Linked DNA regions of Mus musculus: regions 2, 3, 4, 5, 6 and 7 are each linked to region 1. Evidence: chromatin contacts called from public HiChIP or PLAC-seq and promoter capture Hi-C data. All regions are on one chromosome and are shown on one strand. Each heading gives the region's core, a stretch centred on a gene start, on an enhancer-like site or on the middle of the called end of the contact. The rest is flanking DNA. Distances are from core to core; before and after follow the strand shown. Region 1 holds the start of Aldh3a2 (aldehyde dehydrogenase family 3, subfamily A2). Region 2 holds the start of Natd1 (N-acetyltransferase domain containing 1). Region 3 holds the start of Prpsap2 (phosphoribosyl pyrophosphate synthetase-associated protein 2). Region 4 has its middle 33 kb from the start of Grap. Region 5 holds the start of Shmt1 (serine hydroxymethyltransferase 1 (soluble)). Region 6 overlaps Slc5a10 (solute carrier family 5 (sodium/glucose cotransporter), member 10). Region 7 holds the start of Grap (GRB2-related adaptor protein).

Region 1 (2,700 bases), core at 154-2,653:
AAGGGGAACTAGTCAAACCCACCCAGTTACTTCATGCAGGAAGGATTTCAGGAATAATGAAGGAAGCATGGGGGTGGAGTGGGGCGGATGGTCTCAAAGATCAGAAACTGCTCCAATGAATCTCAGCTGAAACTCATTGCAGTACTGCCCACTTCTGTGCCATTTGGAGACACTGTGACTGTCATCCTCTAGGACTAGGAGCCACCTTGTCCAAGAAATTCCTAGAGGCAGGAATATACTGACTCTCCTTCCACGATAGAAATGCCAGCACCTGCCACACTACTGAGTCCATGGGGAAACAGAAATCTTTAGTGTCCTGGTAGTCTGTCCTTCCTTCCTTCCTTACTTTCTTCCTCTGGCAGAACTTCCTGGGAGGCCAAGGAGGGAGGAGAACCTACTCTGGGCTCCTGAACTACAGAGTGTAAAACGGTAAGTACAGAGCTAAGAAGTAACAGATTCATAGTCGCCAACCAATCAAGCAAGCAGCCTATTAGAGTGCTATTGCTATATATAGTAGATATGTAGTATGGTTTGAACCACTCATTATTGGGCTCAACATATATTTTGAAGATCAAGTCAAAGAGACAGGGAACACTGTAGGAAGTATGAGTTGTTTGCTGAAGAATAATAAAAAGTTCTAATGAAATTAACTATAAGAAGTCCATTATAAGTGTAAATAGAGATTAGCATTTAAATGTGTCCTTGGGAGTCCAAGGAAAGATTGGGTGAGAGCCTTCTCTGCTCTCTACTGGTAGAATTAGATGAGTGACTGCGCGGAGAGAACTTAGTCCCAGACATTTGAATACTTTAATGGGTCAGAAAAGGGAGAAATCCAGAGATGGAAAACCTAGGGAACGCCAAGGAAGGGAAGCGGAAATGTTTCCAGAAGATGGGAAGGACAACACAAAGTGACCGCCGTCGCTGAGCAGCCCCAGATGGGTACGAAAGTCAACCATTGCTAATTAGCCTGGAGAGGAAATTTGGGAAAAAACCTTGGATGGTACGCAGTAGAGAGGATTGAAAATCAGTGTGGGCGATGACAATGCTTGTGTGTGTGTGTGTGTGTGTGTGTGTATACACTGGATTCACCTCCTTCGCGTGCGTCACCCGGCCCGCCCCACCCAGGCCCGCCCTACCCAGGCCCAGCGACTTTGCCTCTGAATCTGAGGCACTGCAGGCGAAGGGAGACTACTTCCGGCCGGGTGAGCACCCTCGGGCCTCAGTTCCTCCTCCTAGAGGACGCTTGGCTCTTTTCTGAAGCCAGAAGGACTTCTTCCGCGTCTTCGCGTGCCAAAAATTGCACCTACACACCCGGCGCCCGGGGACCGCAATCCCGCGGCTAGATTAGAGGTAAGGGGCGGGGCCTCATAGTCACGTGCAGCAGCTCAGCCAATGAGTGCGCACTTTGTCGTTAGCAGGGAAGTGCTGGGGTTTGGCCCACACCCGGGCCGGGTCTAGGCCAGTAGGCGGATAGGACCCAGCAGCGGAAAGTGGCAGTGAGCTGTGGCATCATCCATAGCAGCTCCTTACTGGTACTGTGCTCCCTCACCTGCCTCGCTCCGCGTTCTCCTCAGGCCCGGCCATGGAGCGCCAGGTCCTACGGCTTCGCCAGGCGTTCCGGTCCGGCCGATCTCGGCCGCTGCGCTTCCGATTGCAGCAGCTTGAGGCCCTGCGGAGGATGGTGCAAGAGCGCGAGAAGGAAATCTTAGCAGCCATCGCGGCAGACCTGAGCAAAGTGAGCCTCCACAGGGTGGGAGGGGCCCGATGAGCCACCTTATTCCTTCTCTGTAGCAGGTTGTTTGGTTTTGTTTATCCAGCAGTTAAGAGGAAGCAGAGTACCCTGGACTCTGGACTCTCCAGCCCCGCTTAGAGCCCAAACTGTTGTATTTGCACTCATATTGAAGTGCATACTTTACTTGGCGCCGGCAATTTCTCGTCTGCGAACGCTCTGTATAGCCTTGCCCATTTCTGCTGCGTTCATAGTCTCTTTCCTTACAATGTGCAGTTAACTCTGGATAGGCTGGATCTCAGTAGTTTGTCTGCTTGGTAGGTTTCAGCTATTTCACTCCCTGTCTTTATTTCATGACGTTAAAAGAATGGTTTCTTTTTGTTGACAGTTCTTTTTATTTCCTATAATCTTCAGCACTGAAATTCCCCATATGACTTTGTGTGACATTAATCATATACATGATTGACCTCCAGTATACAGACAATCACCCTGGGGACCTGATAAAATACAAATCCTGACTTAGTCCTCGTGAGACTGTGTCTGAGATTTCTAATGAGGGCCCAGGTGATAACATATGGCCTGTTTAGAAGCAAGCTTTGAGTACCAAGGTTTTAAGTAGTGTTCAAGGTACAACTATGGTCTGTTGTACTCTCTAGTAATATTATTTCTCCCTTTTACTTTCTATCTGTATTCCAGGCATGGTAAGACCTCTATTTTCAGATTTTCAATCAAAGACTGCTTCAAAAAGTGGTAACAGTAGTTGTAGTAGAATCTAGAAACCTTCCTTCAGAGTACTTCTGGTAAAGAGGGGCTGTGGTAATTAGTAAACAAGATAGGATAGTGAATATTAAAACTCTGTGAATCATCCACTCCTCAAACATCAGATAGTTTGTGTATGTTTGTTCATACATAGCGTTCCTGAAGAAAATATATTAAGTCCAGAATTTAAAATCTGGCTCCAAAGTAGAACA
Region 2 (2,700 bases), core at 113-2,612, 350 kb after region 1:
ACCAAGCAATAAAAATGATTGGAAGAAGGCAAATAAAAGATTGGGGGGGGGGGTTACAGAGGAAAGTGTTCATTAAATGGGGACTAAATGGCCTGGCAGCCTGGGCAAAGGTTCAAGAGTCAGTCACTGCCACTAATGACAAAATGCCCACTGCAACTTACAGAACTCTCTGTGGCAATGTGAGGTCGTACACTTGGAAAAGGATCTTGCAGTTTTTCACAAAACAAAATATCCACTGGCTATAAAACTCGGCAGTATATTCCTGAGAGCTACCCTAAGGGAATGCTGGCCAGACGACATCCACAGCCTGTTACTCATAGCAGCTCCAAACCAAAACAACACAACAACCCATTAACACGTGATGGAAAACTGGTACCTGCTTCCTGGGAAATCTCTGACACACTGGTGAACATGATAGCAGCAACAACACAGCTGATGACAGGTGGAAGCGAAGAAACCAGATACGAAAAGGTAAATACTGTGTAGTTCTTAAGAAATAGGATGTTCTTAGGAAAAGCTGTTTAGTCAATAGCGCTAAAAGTCAGGGAGCATAGCTACTTCAAAAGGAAGAAATCAATTGGAAGGGAGCCCACGGAGATCTCCATTTAGCTGTAAAATGCTTCCTTGTTGGTCTGTCCCCCGCCTCTCCCCCACCCCCAGCCCCCGCCACGCACACAGACACACATTTTGTACAGGTTTGAAGTTACAGCCTTCAAGCATTCCACTGAGGTACTCAAACTTTAATGTCTGTGTGGTGGTCTCATAGATGTGGACATCAAATTTGCACGGTAATTAACAGAATATGATTCTGTGAACATCCATGGTCGGCAAGCTTTCCTAATACTGTACTTCTAGAGAAACACTGGCTCCTGGGTAGCTAGCTCCCTAGGGACCTCATATTTCTGGCTTTCTTTGGGAGGGGTGGCTTTTCACCCAGTCCCAAACATGCCTAGGGGTAATCTCTCAATATCAGCTACAGCTGCCCGAGTGGGTGGGCTGCATAGCTCCAGCCCGCACGATTCCAGCAGAGAGTAGGTTTGCCTGTCAACACCTTGCATTTGACGTTATCTATTGCCTCAGGCTTGCAGTGAGGCTAATGCCTAATATTAAATGGCTGTCGCGGGGAGGATCTAAATTACCCCATAGGTCATTGCGTGTTTTGCATATGGGTCCGTGTGGGTCCTAAAAGTCATTCTGGGGCATTCGGGAGGACAATCGGCGCCCTGGATGGACCAGCACATCATTGTTGAAGCCGCGAGCGAAACGGGCAGCGCGGTCTCTTTAAGAGACGCCAGGAATGTATCCAAACAGACAGTGCGCGCAGCGCACGTGACTCACAGCTGATTTCCGGCCCCGCCCCCTTCTCCGGCCCGCGCCGCCGAAGAGTCAGTTCGCTGCGGCCCGCGGTCCCCAGTGTCGGCGCGCGCGATGGCGCACGCTACCCCGCCGAGCGCACTGGAGCAGGGCGGCCCCATCCGCGTGGAGCACGACCGCCAACGCCGCCAGTTCTCCGTGCGCCTCAACGGTACCGAGCTGCCTTTGTTTGCGCGCGCGCGGGCGGGACGGGGCGGGACCTGCGGGCGGACGGACAGATGGATCCCGGGGCGGGAGGGCTCCCGAACCCCCCGACTGGCACCGCCGGAGCGCGTCTGCCCGGGCAGCCCGCACCTGCTAGCGCAGCCGGCCTCCGACATCGCGGACGGAGGGCTGCCACCCTGGGTCCCAGAGAGCAGGTCACTGGTGGCCTGCCACCCCCACCCCCCGGGTGTTCGGTTGCTTCCTGCCGCCGTGGAGGAGCCTGCAGGGGCCTGGGGCATAACCTAGGGAATATGTGGCCTGGAGGAGGAGGCGGGTAGGTGATTCTGAGACTTTGGCCAGTTTGTCTAGTCAATGTGTGCATCGGTCTCCCGGAATCTGCAATGGGGATAGCTGGAGTGCAAACCGCTTTGGATGAGATGCTGTGGCAGTAAAAGTTCAGAATGACACATTTGGTGCACAGCAAGTGCTGATAAACATAGATAAATGGCTACTTTTCAACAGATAGAGAAGTCAAAGCCTCATCTGTAGCGTTTGTACCAGCAGACCGACACTCCTCCCATTGATTCTAGGGCTGGAAAAGATTGTGGAATATGGGACCTTGAGCTCTCTGTAGCCCACTCCTCCCAGCTGGGCCCTCTGGGGAGACCCGACTTAGCCACTGCCCATATTATTTTGATTGGAAGGATGCACCACTTGAGTGTGGTCGGCCAGTAGGTAGGTTGTAAGCAGTCAAGCATACGCAGCCTATCCTGACTTCCTGAGCCAACCTTCTGTGACCTGCACTTGGAGGCCAGGTCTCCCGTTTGTGCCACCTAACCACCGTGGGGGCAGCTATCACTTCCTGTGTTGTGACATACCGCCCCACTTACAGATGAGTAAACTGAGGCTGGGAGTGCAGGAAATGGGACCTGCCCAGCTTTAACAAGACCAGAGGCATATTCAAATCAGGGCCCAGCTGCCCCTTGCCCTATTCTTTCCGTAGAGAAACAAGTCCTGCTGTCATGCTGATGGTAGCTCAGCTGACTGTGACACTTGGCCCTGATCCCTTGAGAGGCCTTATCTGAGGGTTTGTTTGTTTTTTGTTTCTTTTTTCTTCAGATCCTCTTTTCTGAAGTTTTCTTAGTTCCAGTGAGGCTTTTAGTTCCTGGGGACTGTGGAGGC
Region 3 (2,700 bases), core at 172-2,671, 490 kb before region 1:
TCATCAGTCAGCCAGACACAGCTTCTTTTCAGTTTTCGTGCATACTTCCCATGAATTCTAGCTACCCACAAGCCCTCCTATGAATTCTAACCATCCTCAGCCTTCTGATAATTAATTCTAGCCACCTGTGCATCCTCCCATAAATGTCTGCTTGTCTCACTTGTGAACTGGAAGTGCAGTGGATGAGAGCCTTTAAGTATACACATGGAGCAAGGCACTGCAGGTGGTGCCTATCTATTGCTTTGTCACTGGCATCTGAGTACCCACAGCAATTAAATAGAGATAAGTCTTACCCCATTTCTGAAAGTTACTGTTAATATATATTAATATAAAATATAGATAATAATAAATAATGCCTTGATACCTGGCATGCACTATATGTTTGTTATGTTATAAATAGGGATCACTGGGGGCTGGTGAGATGGCTCAGTGGGTAAGAGCACCCGACTGCTCTTCCAAAGGTCCAGAGTTCAAATCCCAGCAACCACATGGTGGCTCATAACCATCTGTAATGAGATCTGACTCCCTCTTCTGGAGTGTCTGAAGACAGCTACAGTGTATTTACTGTATAATAAATAAATAAATATTTAAAAAAAAAAGAAAGAGAGGAAGGGCCAAGTAGCCCCTTAAAAAATAGGGATCACCATATTTCAAGGTATAAAGAATTCAGCAATGATATATCAACAGCAACCAATTTGCTAGGAATGATGGCCACCCTTTTAATCCTAACACTCAGGAGGCAGAGACAGATGGATCTCTGTGAGTTCCAGGTCACCCAGAGCTACAATTTTTTAAAAAACTAACTTTTAGAATGTTTAATTATTTGTATATGTTTATGTTTATATGAGTGCAGGTGGCTGAGGAGGCCAGAGACATCAGGGAGACTTGGAGCTAGAATTACAGGCAGTTGTGAACTGCCTGACATTGGTTCTGGGAACCAAACTCAGCTTCTCTGGAAAAGCAGTATATACTCTTAACCACTGAAAAGAAGGAAGGGACAACAAAGCGAATAATTATGAATGATAACTGCTCATCGACTGTATGCTAAGAACCATGCCAAGAGGTTCGCAGATTTCTCACTCACTCCTCCCAACCCCAGGAGATGGGGGTACTGCTGTCATCTCTTTTTCAGAAGAACTCAGGTCAAAGAGGTGACTTGCTCAGTCTTGCAGGACAGTAAAGACTTGAACCCAGTCAGAACCTATGAATTTTAACCACACTTCCAACCACGCCCACTCTAATTCTCCCCCACTTTCCTCGAGTCTGACCACGCCCACACAACATCCTCCCGCCCACTCTGGCGGCCACGCCCACAGCATCAAATGCATTGCCTTCTACCCCACTTTCTGCCCCGCCCCTCTTCCTCCAGACCACGCCCCTCGACGGCCTCGCCCACTCTAGTCAGTTGCCCTCAGGCCCCGCCCCTGGCCTCGCAGTCTCGAAAGACTTTCTCGCGCTTAGAGTCGCCATTTTGCTGTAAGACGCCGTGCGGAGCTCTGTGCTCTCTTCCTTCGGCAGCCGAGGCTGCGGCGGGCCGGGCTGGGGTCGGGACCAGGTAGGCGGGCGGGAGCCTCGGCGGGCGGACGGCGGGCCCCGCGAGCTCGCGCGGTGCCGGGCGGGAGCCATGGCCCTTGTTGCTCCGGGGCGAGCCCGGGGCCCCGTGTTCGGCTCCACCAGCCTTAGTGGATGATTGGGCTCCAATCAGACGTAGGAGGAGCGGCATAAGATACTCTGCAGAAAAATCTCTTCCTCAATCTGTTACATTATTGATAAGGATTTATTTTTCTTATATCGATATTGGCAGAGTTTGGGTGTTTAGCTTTTGTGAGGGATACGAAAATACTGAACCGAGCTTTGAGGCCTGAGGAAGTGTGAGTTCTAATGTTTTATGTTTTTTTTTTTTCTTTTTTTTTTTTTTTCTTGCGGTTCTGGAGTCGAATGCAAGGTGAAGCAATGCAAGCGGCCTGCCATTGACCCATCTCATGCCCTAGTGCTTAACAATTTAAATGCACAAATAAAAATAAAATAGGTGCGTGCCCCTAAGCCCCACTATAGGAAACCTTTCTTGTCTTTTAACTGCTGTAGTTTGTATCATTATTATCCAATTTTTGCAGAGATATGCACATTATATTCATTAGCTACTCTGTGGTTTAACATAGAACCAGTGTTTCTGTTCTTAAATAATCTTGCAGTTTGTGGGGCTTGATGGCACACCCCTTAATCTCAGAGACTGGTGAAAGGATCTTGAGGGCTCATGGTCCACAGAGCGAGTTCCTGGCAAACAGGGCTACAAAGTTGTTGGGGGTTTTTTGTTTGTTTGTTTGTTTGTTTGTTTTGTTTTGTTTTTAAATTGTACTTTCTATCATTGACAATATAGCTCTATACTTGGGATAAGCTCCAAGAATTGACAACACCAAAACATAGTTCTGTGCTCTTTCTTTGGCATTTAGTATGTATCTTTTTTTCTGATAAGGTATGTTTGCAATAGACATTTCAAAATCTGGGTATTTGATTCTATTGCCTGTAGTTCATCAGGTTGCCAAGTCATGCTCTGTATGACTGAGAGTCGCAACCTATTGTTGTATGCAGGGAACTGTATTGCATATCAGACTGCTACCCCACTCTGTCCTTCAGGGGCCACTGTTATGAGGAAGAGGTTACCTCGTATGACTTCGTTAAAGTCTGGGAAGTAATGTCAAA
Region 4 (2,700 bases), core at 5-2,504, 350 kb before region 1:
ATATTCTTAATTAATGACTGATGTGGGAAGGCCCAGCCACTGTGAGCAGTGCTACCCCTAGGCTAGTGGTCGTAGGGGCAAAAGGACCATGGGGAACAATCCTGTAAGCAGCTCTCCTCCCTGGTCTCTGCCTCAGTTCTTGTCTCCAGGTTTCCACCTTGAATGCCTGCCCTGACTTAATGATGGGATGTGAGCCAAATAAGCCCTTTCTTCCCCAGGTTGCTTTTGGCCCTGGTGTTTCATCATAGCGACAGAAATCAAATGAAGACACACATAATTAAAAATAAATCTTGAAAAAAAAGAGTAACCAAGGAAAACACCCATTGACCTCTATCCTCCACGTGTGCACACGCGCGCGCGCGCACACACACACACACTATTTATTAACCATTTTTAATAAAGCTATGGGACAATCCTTGCACCCCTAAATTTTTAGGTAAATATTTGTGTATTTTATGTGCATGTGAGTGTGTTTTGAGAAAAAGTCTGCAGGTGCAGAAGCTAGAGCCTCCTGCAGGTGGTGAGGACAGATTTTTTTTTCTCCATATTATTTCTGTTTGTTTGTTTGTTTGTTCGTTTGTTTGAGACGGGGTCACTCTGCATGGGTATGTATGCCAAACTGGTGAGTTCTGCTTCCCTCAGCCATCTGAATGCTGGGATGAAAAGCATGTACCACCACGCCTGGCTTTCCCATTCTACCATTCTGTCTGTCTATATCTACCTACCTACCTATCCGTGTGTGTGTGTGTGTGTGTGTGTGTGTGTGTGTGTGTGTCCCAGCACGTGAGAGCATTCTCACTGCCACAGTGCGCTTGGGCAGGTTCTTGAGTCTATTCTCCTCTAAGTCATCAATATAGCCTAGATTTTTTTCCTAAGTGCACTTAAAAAAGAAAAGCTCTGGGAATGGAAGCCAAGGCTGTACAAACGTTAGACAACTTCCAACTCACCGCTTTCCCTTTGCCTTTTGACTCTCTTGACTTTCTGCCCAAACCCTCCTTCGAATCGGTTTATCCTCCACCATCACACCACCCTCTTCAGGTACCAGTTAAGTAAAAAAATTCCTTAAGTTTCTTTCACTGAGTAGAGAGACCCATCCCTTCACAGGCTCAAGAACCAGGCGTCCAGGGTGCGCCTTACTCGGTCCACAACGGACAGTTTCAACGTGTAGGAGTGCGGTGGGAAGCCGCATGCGCAGGGACGAGCACTTTCCCCGCGATGTGCAAACAGCACCACCGCCCTTCTGCCCTCTTGCGGCAGGCACCTTAGGCCTCCCTCCTGCCGCCGTTCTGGATGCTCAAACCACCAAAACCCAGCCCAGCGCAGGCATTTGGCCACCCAGGCTGAGTTTCCTCAGATGTAGAGACCCACACAGAGACCAGAAAGTAAAGTGTGTGTGGTAGCTGCAGGCAGGGTGGGGTAGGGTGCAGACCCCCAACTGTCCAACCCACGGAACTCAATCTCCAAGTTTCCAGTTTTGCCCTCAGACCCAGCCCCCCCCCCCCAGCTCTGCGGACTCAGCACCCACCCCGACCCAGCTTTTGGTATCCCAGCTTCCCCAGCTCCCCATCCCCCACCCACCCACCACGCCCAGCTCCCCAGCCTCACAGGTGGCCGTCACTCCTAGTCTCTCTGCTCCCTAGTTCCCCAGTTCCCGACTCTACAATCCCTTAACCCCGTTCCCGCAGTATCTCAGCCCCACAGCTCTCTAGACACCCCCCTCCCCCAGTCCTCCCCCATCTCAGCGCCCCCACCCCCCAGCATCACAGGGCGCGGTCGCGAGGGCAGTTGGCCAGGAGCGGCCAGCTGGGGGCGCTTCTGCCTTGCGGTTCCTGCGCTCGGGAATTTTCCACCCCAGGAACTCACAAATTGTTCTCCCATTATCTGATTTAAATAAAATGTGTATGTGTGTATTTTAAAAAGCTCTGATGGGTCAGGCTCACTGAGGTAACAATACAAACAAGTACTGCCAACCAAGAACGCGACCAAACGCTGAAGGAGCCTGGCCTCAGTCAAAGAAAGCTTGCTCTCTTCCTAAAGGAGATGGATAAACAATCGGACAGCAGGTTTGATTTGGTTTGGGGTCAACCCGCTGTCACTGAACTGCACCCCAACCAAAGATGGCAATTCTTCAGAATTTAAATTCTAATTCAGATGCTCGTAAGGAAACCCATGGTTTCATAGTGATATTGTGTTTCAAACAAAACAAAAGAGACACAGAAAATGAAACAAAAATTCACAGACCATTACTCTTTCTTTTACAATACTTCCTCCTTCTCCTCCTCTTCCTCCTCTTCCTCCTCCTCCTCCTCCTCCTCCTCCTCCTCCTTCTTCACATTGAAATGTAGACAGATGTAGTTGTGCATGGCAGCCTGTGCCTTTAATTCCAGAGCTAGGAAACTAGAGGCAGCTTTTTCTGAGCTCCAGGCCAGCCTGCTCCACAAAGTGATTTACAGGCCAGCCAGAGCTTCATAAGACCCTGCCTTAAAGATAGATAGATAGATAGATAGATAGATAGATAGATAGATAGATAGATAGATAGATAAAAAAGGCATAATAAAAACAAAGCAAACAAACACACTGGTGGCTGTGTGGTAGGGACTCATACTTTATATTTCTGTACATGTTCAAAAATTGCTAATTAAATAAAATTTAGTCTTGTCCACCTGTAACCCCATTATCCAGATGGCGGTGGCAGAAAGA
Region 5 (2,700 bases), core at 123-2,622, 460 kb after region 1:
ATCTATTTTTTTTTAAATTAGGGGCTGGAGAGATGGCTCAGTGGGTAAGAGCACTGCTGCTCTTGCAGAGGGCCAAGGTTCTGTTCTCTGAACCCTTGTGGTGGTTCACAGCCAACTATAACTCCAGTTCTAGGGGATTTAACACCCTTTTGCCTGCCTCTGCCTTCTGAGGGCTGGGACTAAAGGCTGCACTACTACCTCCTGACTCTAAAATGATTTTTTAAATCTTATCATTTTAAATTAATTTTGTTACTAAACAATGTATTTTTATATTTTTATGCACACATGGCAATAATATATATTTAAAAATTTATTTTATTTATATATGCAAGTGTTTGTCTGCATGTATGTGTGTACCACATGCATGCATTGGCCACAGAGGTCAGAAGTGTGCATCAGAGCCCCTGGAACTGAAGGTATAAATGGTTGTGAGCCACCCATGTGGGTACTGGGAATTGAACTCAGGACCTCGGCAAAAGCAACAAATGCTCTTAACCACTGATCCATCTCTCTAGCCCCATGGCAATATGATTTGCTTCATTCGTTTTTACTAGCGTGTGTAACACAAACAACGCAAACTCTTGTTTAGGCTAAGCAGGCTCTCTAACACCGAGCCACACAGCCAGCCTCATTTTAATATTTGAGACAGCCAGCTAGCCTGAATCTTGGTATTTAGTCAGGTTGCCCTCTGTCTCAAGATCCCTCTGCCAAAGCCTGTAGAGTTCTGGTCATGCCAGCTGGGTTTTTGTTTGTCTTGTTTGTTTTTTTGTTTACTTATTTATTTGAGATAGGGATTACTGTGGGCTGACACCAGGACCCGCGGTGGTGGCGCACGCCTTTAATCCAGCACTTGGGAGGCAGAGGCAGGTGGATTTCTGAGTTCGAGGCCAGCCTGGTCTACAGAGCGAGTTCCAGGACAGCCAGGGCTAGACAGAAAAACCCTGTCTCAAAAAACCAAAAAAAAAAAAAAAAAAAAAGATCTATTTATGTCAGGCATGGTAGCACATACTTTTAATCCTAGAACTCTGGAGGCAGATCCCCTGGACACTTGTGCATTAGTTACTGGAAACTGAACCCGAACCAGGCTCGATCCCCAATCCTATCCAGGTCTTCTGGATCACAAAACACTCCTACAATCAGCAATACTGCCCAAAAGTCCCAGGTCCCAAGGTAAGGAACCGCCCAGTCCCCTCCTCCTTCCCACCCCCTCCAGTTCAGAGCTCTTTTTTTTTTTTTTTTTTTCCGTCAGGCTTTGCCCTGCTCTGAGCGCGGGCGAATCGCGCGTGGGCAGCTGGGGGCGGGCTCTACCTGGATGCTCCCACTGATTGGGCCGCTGTAGGGGCGGGGCGGGACCAGGCTGCGCTGGGGAGAGTTTAGTGGAGCTCCGGCCTCTGCGCGCCAAGTTTGGGTTTCCCCCGGACGTGGTGTGTCACGTGGTGGGGAGGCTGGTTCCCGGAGCACGTGCTGGGCTGTTAGGACAGCCCGCTGCGGGGTTCCGGCTGGAGGTGTTGCTGTGGTCACTTTCCGCGCGCTCTCCAGGAATTCGGCGATCCACTTGCCTCTGCCTCCCTAGTGCTGGGATTAAAGGCGTGCGCCACCACAACGCGTTTAGTCCCTTTCATAAAGACCGGAGGAACAGACGTTTACGGCCAGCTCCCGAAACCAAGTGAACTGGAGGCCACCCTGCACCAAGGGTTGGAACCTTTTCACAAAATCCACGCTCCTAATACAAGGTATGTAATTTCTAATCTTTGCGATTGTTTCTTTTTGTTTTGTTTGAGGTGTGAGTGTCACACATGCTGTCCTCGAACTTGATGTGTAGCCAAGGATGACCTTGAACTTCTAATGGTTCTGCCTCCACCTCACCAGTAAGAGCTATCGCTCTCGGTTCATGTGGTGCTGGGATGGAACCCCTTGGTTTATACATGTTAACGAAGCTTCCGAGGTTTGTCTGTAATCACTGCTTTTGATTTACTAGTACAACCCTGATTATCTGCAGTGCGTTACTCTATCTAGGGGACAGGTTGGCTTGTAGCGTTCTTAGCCCAGTGCCTCTATTTCAAGGTCTGGAAGTTAGGTGACCTTTGGTTAGCTGAAGCAAGCACAAATGTGTTTAATTGAGCCAGGCAGTTGCTGGACCAGAAACACCAGTTTAGGCTCCGTACAGAATACATTTAAAATTTCTTCCTTGAGGGGAAATTGAATGGAGGTGAGTAATTGTGTTACCCAGGATTCTGGGAAGCACCAAAAGTAAACAGGAGTTCACATTCTGCCTCTGTTATATGACCTTAGTTAAAGCCACTCCAAGGCCTTTGAGAGCCTCCTCTCTTTATAAAGCAGGGCACAGAGAGACTCGCACTGTTCCTGTCCCCATTACAGCCTAACACGTGGGTATGGACTTTGGCAGACCTATAGACAGTAATAAGGAAATGCTGTATGTTTTCCCCAAAGTTAGCTCAAAAACGACAGTTCAGCAGCCAGGGCTCTGCAGAGAGACCCTGTCTTGGAAAACAAAATAATCAAAAGTCTATAGTGTGAAGATCTTCTTCCTAAGTAAGCCCTAAGTAAGCCAGGAGTGGTGGTGGCACACGCAGGAAGATCTCTGTGAATTCAAGGCCAGCCTGGTCTACATAGAAAAACCCTCTCTAAAAACATAAAACTAATGCCCTGGCCTGGGTATTGTGGTGTATGGCCTTTAAT
Region 6 (2,700 bases), core at 188-2,687, 440 kb before region 1:
CCCATACCCGAGGCCAGCAGGCTTCCAGACACTAGCCGTGAACCCCGCTGGCCAACAGGACACTGTGGGCCCATGTGCAAAATGCTCATTTAATAGTTATTTTAAATACAAATAAAATACTCTATTTCACTCTTTTTCTTTTTTTTCAACCTCAACCTTCCTGGAGCAGGAAATATGAGGTAGGGGTTCCAGTTTGATGCATGAAGTTATCTGTGAGATGAGGGTAGGAGGATCCTGGGAGTCAGGACCACCCAGAACCAACCCACTCTGCCCCACCCTCCAGCTTTCAACCAGATCGGTGGTTATGAGCAGCTGGAGGCGGCGTATGCCCAGGCCATCCCCTCCAGGACCATCCCCAACACCACCTGCCACCTGCCGCGAGCAGACGCCATGCATATGTTCCGGGACCCTTCCACAGGAGACCTCCCGTGGACTGGGATGACCTTTGGTCTGACCATCATGGCCACCTGGTACTGGTGCACTGACCAGGTGAGCGCCAACATTGCCCACCCCCACCTGCTGCCCTCTGGGGCGGGGTTGGGTCCATCTAGGCTGCTAGGGTTCCTTGTGGTCTCGGGCCCTGCGCTTAGAGTCCGAAGGGGCCCACTGGCTGCCACCTGCCCTGGCCTTTAGGTGCTTCGATTGAGACAATTTGGAGTATGGGATTCCGAAGGGACTGGCATGTTCCTCAGTGGCCCTGAGCTCTGCTCGGAGGCGAGTGTTTCGGGTTGGCCTTGGGCTCCCAGGATCTGGTAGCATTCTGGGTGTTGGGCTCCCCTTGGGCTGCCAGTGGTGGGGGCCTGCTGCGGCTGGGCTTGCTTTCTTGGAAGAGCTCTGGGTACCATCAGCAGCAGGCCGGAAACGGGGAGGCCCTGGGGTCCTTGAGGTAGTACTTCCATGTCGGTGGAAATGCTGGCCCTGGAGAGAAAAAGGAGAGTGAGTTCCTGGATGGTGTAGTGGGAGGGCTAACAGGACTCCTGCTGCATAACCAGACAGAAGGTTTAACCACTCAGTCAGTGCCTCAGTCTCCTCATCTGTAATATGGACTGGTTCTTCCCTGTGTGGTTTGTGCCCCATTCCATCCCTCTGCAAACAGGGTTAGACATGAATGGGGGACCAGAGCTGGTTGTTGGTGGCAGTGTCTCCATCTGAGCCTGGATGTCCAATGAGCACTGAGGTCATTCTGACCTCTCCTCATGAACCTCCAGCTGACCTCAGACACCCACTTCCCTTCTCTGGGCACAAGGGATCAATGCCTGCCCAGCCGGTGGGCAGCCCTGGAGAAGTGGAGCAGGGACGGGCCCTGTGGTGGGCATAGGTTCACTGCTGATCACTGGTGACTAGAGCCCTAGTCACATTGAGCCCACCAGGTGATGGCCAGCAGCTAGTGAGGACTGTGACAGTTTATAGAGCGCCTTGTGCACACACACACCTGCCTCCCTGTGAATCTAGCAGAGTCAGCTGCACTCACAGGCTGAACATCAAAGTCCAGAAACAGACCTGATGGGTACCAAATGGAAAAACATTTCACATGGATTTCCAAAAGTAGGAATCTATACGGGCTGGGAGGTGACAGAGGCACCGGGAGGCTGAACCTTCATTCCCAGTTAGTAACTTGCTGCTCTCCTTTGGGACCCCAGATGCCTGAGGCTCCCATCTGGCCTTTACCCCCTCCCTGCCCAGGCCTTTCAGGTACCTTGTAGCAGGCTCAACCCTTTTCCTTTGAGGACTGTGGGCCAACCCAGGAGGGTGAAAGGCAGTCTGGAGGGCCTGCTAGATTAAATGAGCCCCTAATCCCTGCCTCCTCTTGCTTCCTCCCACCGGGCAGGTCTGGCCTAGCCCCACATCTCTGGGTAGAATGCCATTCGGAAGCATTTCCCGTGAAAGCCAATGAGTCAGCATCTATCCTGCCCTCTTGGCTGAATGAGTGCAGATAAGGAGGAAAGAGGTTAGAAGAGGTCAACTAGGAATACAGAGGATGGTCCCCGCTGACCCTAGATGGCTACAGCACCAGCCATGACTCCCTAGCCTCACCTTGGGCAGAGTTTACTACAGGATGCCAGGTCTTGGTATTAAAACACAGACCCTGGGCTCCAGATGACTCACTGGCACCAGAGGGTCTGACTGAACTCTCCCCTGCACGCTGAACTACATGCCTTTCCCTAGCTACAGGTTAACCCACAGTGCTGACCATTTTGTCATCAGAAAGCCAATAGCAGGCTGGGCATGGTGGGACACACCTTTAATCCCCAACACTTGGGAGACTGAGGCAGGTAGATCTCTGTGTGTTCAAGGCTAGTCTGGTCTACACAGAGTTCCAGGTCAACCAGGGTAACATAGTGAGAACCTGTCTTTAAAAAAGAAAAAGAAAGCGGGGGAGGGGGGAGAGGATAATAGGAAATGAAGCCTTGGTGGGGCTCTGTCACCTCTCCCAGGCCTCACTGCCCCTGGGTATAAAGCAGAAGGGGCAGAAGGGCACACAGTAGGCCTCCTGGGATCCTGGAAGCATAGAAAGACACATAGTAGGCCTCCTGGGATCCCGGAAGCATGGGAGGCTCCTGATTTCTGTGCCCAGCTGATATGTATGACAAGAGATGAACTGTCTTCCTCTTGGCCAGCAGCATCTTCCAACACAGCCATGACTACAAAAACAGCTAAGAACTTTGACAAGTACATGGCAACCCAGGGCCCTGAGGAGCC
Region 7 (2,700 bases), core at 57-2,556, 390 kb before region 1:
CACCCCAGGTCTTTCTGAGGCCAAACTGGTTGAGTGTGCATAGGACCCAGAGCCAACAACTTAGGTAGATACACCAGCACCTTAGCTTGAAGAAGGGGGTGCACAAAGGTATGTGGTTGCTTTAGGACCCCAGCTTAGAGCTTTAGACACCCAGGGGACCGAACAAAGAAAGGCTCAAGAATTAAAGCAATGGAGATTGGCTCACACTACACTACACTACACTACACTACACTACACTACACTACACTACACTACACTACACTACACTACACTACACACGTACAGACACCTTGCTGAGCCTCGCTCACTGCAGCCAAGCCATGGTCTTCCACAGCCAGGAGATCCACACTGAGCCTGGGACCCATGTACAGGATAGCTCTAAAGAGTCTGTCTCCGTGCTTGAATCTTCGAGCCAGGGCTCAGGGTGGTAGCCATCTAGCCCTGTGTCTGTTGCTCCAGGGGGTCACAATAGGGGCAGTGGAGGGCACAGGATGGGCCACTAGCATTCCAGTGTCCATGGTTCAGCATGGCCACTCTCCTGTGCCCCCTCAGCTCTCCTGTCATATGCAAACTTCTAAGTAAGGGCATCCCCGGTAGAGATTTCACACACTCGTGTGTCTAATGACTTGGAAGACAACCACTGTGAGTGAAAGTGGCTCAGGTGAGAACAAATGAAGTATAGCGTTCTATTTCTCCTTTCCCATCAATACAGCTTAATCTCAGCTATTTTAGCCCAATTAAGTTAGAATGTCTGCTTATTTTAGACTCTCTCTCTGTCTCTCTGTCTCTCTCTGTCTCTCTCTCTCTCTCTCTCTCTCTCTCACACACACACACACACACATACACACACTCTTACACACACACACGATTTCTACCTCTGTGTCTCTCTGTTTCTCTCTGTGTTACTGATCTCAAAATTTGTCTATTAAACTTTTCTTTAAAAACAAACAAACAAAACCCTAGAAAACAGTGGGATTTAGGCAACTCCCACCAGACTCTGTGGCCTCAGACTCTCAAATGACCCCAAAGGAAGGATCAGTAATAAATACTATTCCACTTTCCTAAATGAGGAAACTGAAGAGGGTAGAGGCAGCTAACCTGAGCCTGTCCCTCACAGCCCAGACTCCCAGGACTCTCTGAGGTGCTGGTTCTAACCCTACCAACCCTGTTGGCCCACTCAGCCCAGCTCCAGCCTTCTGTACCTTAAGCGTGTCCCCCTTGTTGAAGGCCAGCTCGTCACTCTCGGTAGCCTGGAAGCTGTACAGGGCCACGGACTCCATCCCACTGTCCCTGGGCTTCAGCCGAGGACCCAGCAGCTACAGCTTCCTGCTTCCTGCAGGAGAGGACCACTTCCTTTGTTTTGAGTATTTGTTCTTTTGAAGCTGCAGCCGGAAACTGCCCTTGATGGGGGAGAAACAGGAAGCAAAGACATGTCACCCTTGTCATAGCTCAGAGAGGGTGTGCTCATAAACCCACTTTGGCTGTGGGGGAGTCCCCATTAGGACGATGCAGAGCTGTCTCGTGCTTGGCCTCTGTCTCTCAGCCTTCACATTTCTTATCTGTTTTAAATGGAGTTTCTATTGCTGTGAAAAACACCAAAACCAAAAGTGACTTGGGAGGAAAAGGTTTATTTGGCTTAGATTATAGTCTATCAGGAAAGCCAAGGCAAGAACCTGGAGGCAGGAACTGAAGCAGAGACCACGGAGGGACACTGCTTACTGGCTTGCTTCCCATGGCTTGCTCAGCCAACTTTCTTATACACCCAGAGCATCTGCCCAGGGGTGGAACTTCCCACAGAGAACCAGACTCATCCACACCAGTCATTAGTCAGGAAAACGTCCCCACAGACTTGTCCACAAGCCAATTCTCAACTCAAGCTGCCTCTGGCTTGTGTCAAGTTGAAAACAACAACAACAACAAAAAACCAAACAAACAAAAAAACAAACAAACAAAACAACTAAGCAGGACAACTGCTGATACCTGTAGCGAGATTCCTAAGCACCCACCACCTCAAACCCAAATTCCAGCCTACGTTCAAGACACTTCCAACCGTCTCCTCTCACCTGCTCCACACAGCTCCCTCATGTACCCTTTTGGGTATTCCACTACAAGCAAACTCCAGGCTGGAGAGCCATTGTGGTGGGCACACCACCTTTTCCTACTTGCCCAGGAAGCTCCTATTCACCTATGAAAACCTCACTAATAAGGCCCCTGTTGTGCTTTAAACATCGAGTACCACCTGAGCTTTCTGTAGCTTGTGGTCTGAAGGCATTACAGCTCTGCGATTGTTAAGGGAAGGCTGTGACACTGATGCAGACAGCAGTCTGGTGAGTACTAGGGGGTAAAGCACAACACGGAGAAACACAGCTATACATTTGCAACCACATGGAACCACAGAGAGCCAGTATTCTCCAAACACACAGGGACAGCTAAAGAACCCAGGCTGTGGGATGGGTACCAGATGGATCCAGATGAAGCCAGATTTTTATTTTATTTTATTTCATTTATTTACTTATTTTTAGTTTTATTTCTAAATTATTTTTTATTATTTATTTAGTTAGTTAGTTAGTTTTTCGAGACAGGGTTTTCTCTGTGTAGCTCTGGCTGTCCTGGAACTCACTTTGTAGACCAGGCTGGCCTCGAACTCAAAAATCCTCCTGCCTCTGCCTCCCAAGTGCTGGGATTAAAGGTGTGCGCCAC

What was found. Promoter capture Hi-C pulls out the DNA fragments that hold promoters and counts their contacts. HiChIP or PLAC-seq counts read pairs in DNA pulled down with a chosen protein or histone mark. Capture Hi-C pulls out chosen DNA fragments and counts their contacts.
Region 2: a contact with region 1 is called in a promoter capture Hi-C map of adipose tissue. The contact joins the promoter of Natd1 here to the promoter of Aldh3a2 in region 1. A contact is called at or near these places in 1 of 484 Hi-C or Micro-C datasets (olfactory sensory neurons), 3 of 115 datasets of contacts at active chromatin or transcription factors (bone marrow-derived macrophages, embryonic stem cells and extraembryonic endoderm stem cells) and 3 of 9 other capture datasets (adipose tissue, liver and pancreatic islet).
Region 3: a promoter capture Hi-C map of second pharyngeal arch cranial neural crest shows a contact between it and region 1. The contact joins the promoter of Prpsap2 here to the promoter of Aldh3a2 in region 1. A contact is called at or near these places in 8 of 39 promoter capture datasets (the C10 cell line, cranial neural crest, embryonic stem cells and 5 more), 2 of 484 Hi-C or Micro-C datasets (CD4 T cells and regulatory T cells), 1 of 115 datasets of contacts at active chromatin or transcription factors (bone marrow-derived macrophages) and 3 of 9 other capture datasets (adipose tissue, liver and pancreatic islet).
Region 4: a FOXA1 HiChIP or PLAC-seq map of pancreatic cancer cells shows a contact between it and region 1. The contact joins the enhancer-like site here to the promoter of Aldh3a2 in region 1. A contact is called at or near these places in 7 of 39 promoter capture datasets (the 3T3-L1 cell line, the C10 cell line, cranial neural crest and 3 more), 2 of 484 Hi-C or Micro-C datasets (embryonic stem cells and uterus) and 2 of 115 datasets of contacts at active chromatin or transcription factors (craniofacial prominence and pancreatic cancer cells).
Region 5: a contact with region 1 is called in an HNF4G HiChIP or PLAC-seq map of pancreatic cancer cells. The contact joins the promoter of Shmt1 here to the promoter of Aldh3a2 in region 1. A contact is called at or near these places in 3 of 115 datasets of contacts at active chromatin or transcription factors (extraembryonic endoderm stem cells, microglia and pancreatic cancer cells) and 1 of 9 other capture datasets (liver).
Region 6: an HNF4G HiChIP or PLAC-seq map of pancreatic cancer cells shows a contact between it and region 1. The contact joins the enhancer-like site here to the promoter of Aldh3a2 in region 1. A contact is called at or near these places in 1 of 39 promoter capture datasets (the 3T3-L1 cell line), 2 of 115 datasets of contacts at active chromatin or transcription factors (forebrain and pancreatic cancer cells) and 2 of 9 other capture datasets (embryonic stem cells and pancreatic islet).
Region 7: an H3K4me3 HiChIP or PLAC-seq map of embryonic forebrain shows a contact between it and region 1, with 4 times the contacts expected there. The contact joins the promoter of Grap here to the promoter of Aldh3a2 in region 1. A contact is called at or near these places in 2 of 39 promoter capture datasets (the C10 cell line and embryonic stem cells), 1 of 484 Hi-C or Micro-C datasets (B cells), 5 of 115 datasets of contacts at active chromatin or transcription factors (astrocytes, embryonic forebrain, memory CD8 T cells and 2 more) and 2 of 9 other capture datasets (adipose tissue and embryonic stem cells).

The regions. Positions count from the first base shown.
Region 1 is chr11:61,265,889-61,268,588 of GRCm38.p6, reverse strand. It overlaps Aldh3a2 (aldehyde dehydrogenase family 3, subfamily A2), which reads left to right and starts at 1,403. Exons shown (of 10, transcript NM_007437.5): 1 at 1,403-1,735. The coding sequence starts at 1,583.
Region 2 is chr11:60,912,454-60,915,153 of GRCm38.p6, reverse strand. Natd1 (N-acetyltransferase domain containing 1) reads left to right here and starts at 1,362. Exons shown (of 3, transcript NM_025294.5): 1 at 1,362-1,525. The coding sequence starts at 1,429.
Region 3 is chr11:61,760,809-61,763,508 of GRCm38.p6, reverse strand. Prpsap2 (phosphoribosyl pyrophosphate synthetase-associated protein 2) reads left to right here and starts at 1,421. Exons shown (of 12, transcript NM_144806.2): 1 at 1,421-1,555.
Region 4 is chr11:61,619,030-61,621,729 of GRCm38.p6, reverse strand. No RefSeq gene overlaps it. Among named protein-coding and RNA genes, the nearest start is that of Grap, 33 kb to the left of the region's middle. Within about 2 kb of position 1,254, at least 131 of the 459 cell types and tissues checked have an H3K27ac peak or open chromatin away from gene starts, as enhancers often do. A contact at or near this core is called in embryonic stem cells, hippocampal neurons, pancreatic cancer cells and 1 more, where this site is marked.
Region 5 is chr11:60,809,937-60,812,636 of GRCm38.p6, reverse strand. Shmt1 (serine hydroxymethyltransferase 1 (soluble)) reads left to right here and starts at 1,372. Exons shown (of 12, transcript NM_009171.2): 1 at 1,372-1,733.
Region 6 is chr11:61,705,583-61,708,282 of GRCm38.p6, reverse strand. It overlaps Slc5a10 (solute carrier family 5 (sodium/glucose cotransporter), member 10), which reads left to right. Exons shown (of 15, transcript NM_001382268.1): 8 at 284-489. It overlaps Fam83g (family with sequence similarity 83, member G), which reads right to left. Exons shown (of 5, transcript NM_178618.3): 5 at 1-918. The coding sequence ends at 556. Among named protein-coding and RNA genes, the nearest start is that of Slc5a10, 13 kb to the left of the region's middle. Within about 2 kb of position 1,437, at least 12 of the 459 cell types and tissues checked have an H3K27ac peak or open chromatin away from gene starts, as enhancers often do. A contact at or near this core is called in pancreatic cancer cells and pancreatic islet, where this site is marked.
Region 7 is chr11:61,651,927-61,654,626 of GRCm38.p6, reverse strand. Grap (GRB2-related adaptor protein) reads right to left here and starts at 1,306. Exons shown (of 5, transcript NM_027817.3): 1 at 1,203-1,306. The coding sequence starts at 1,280.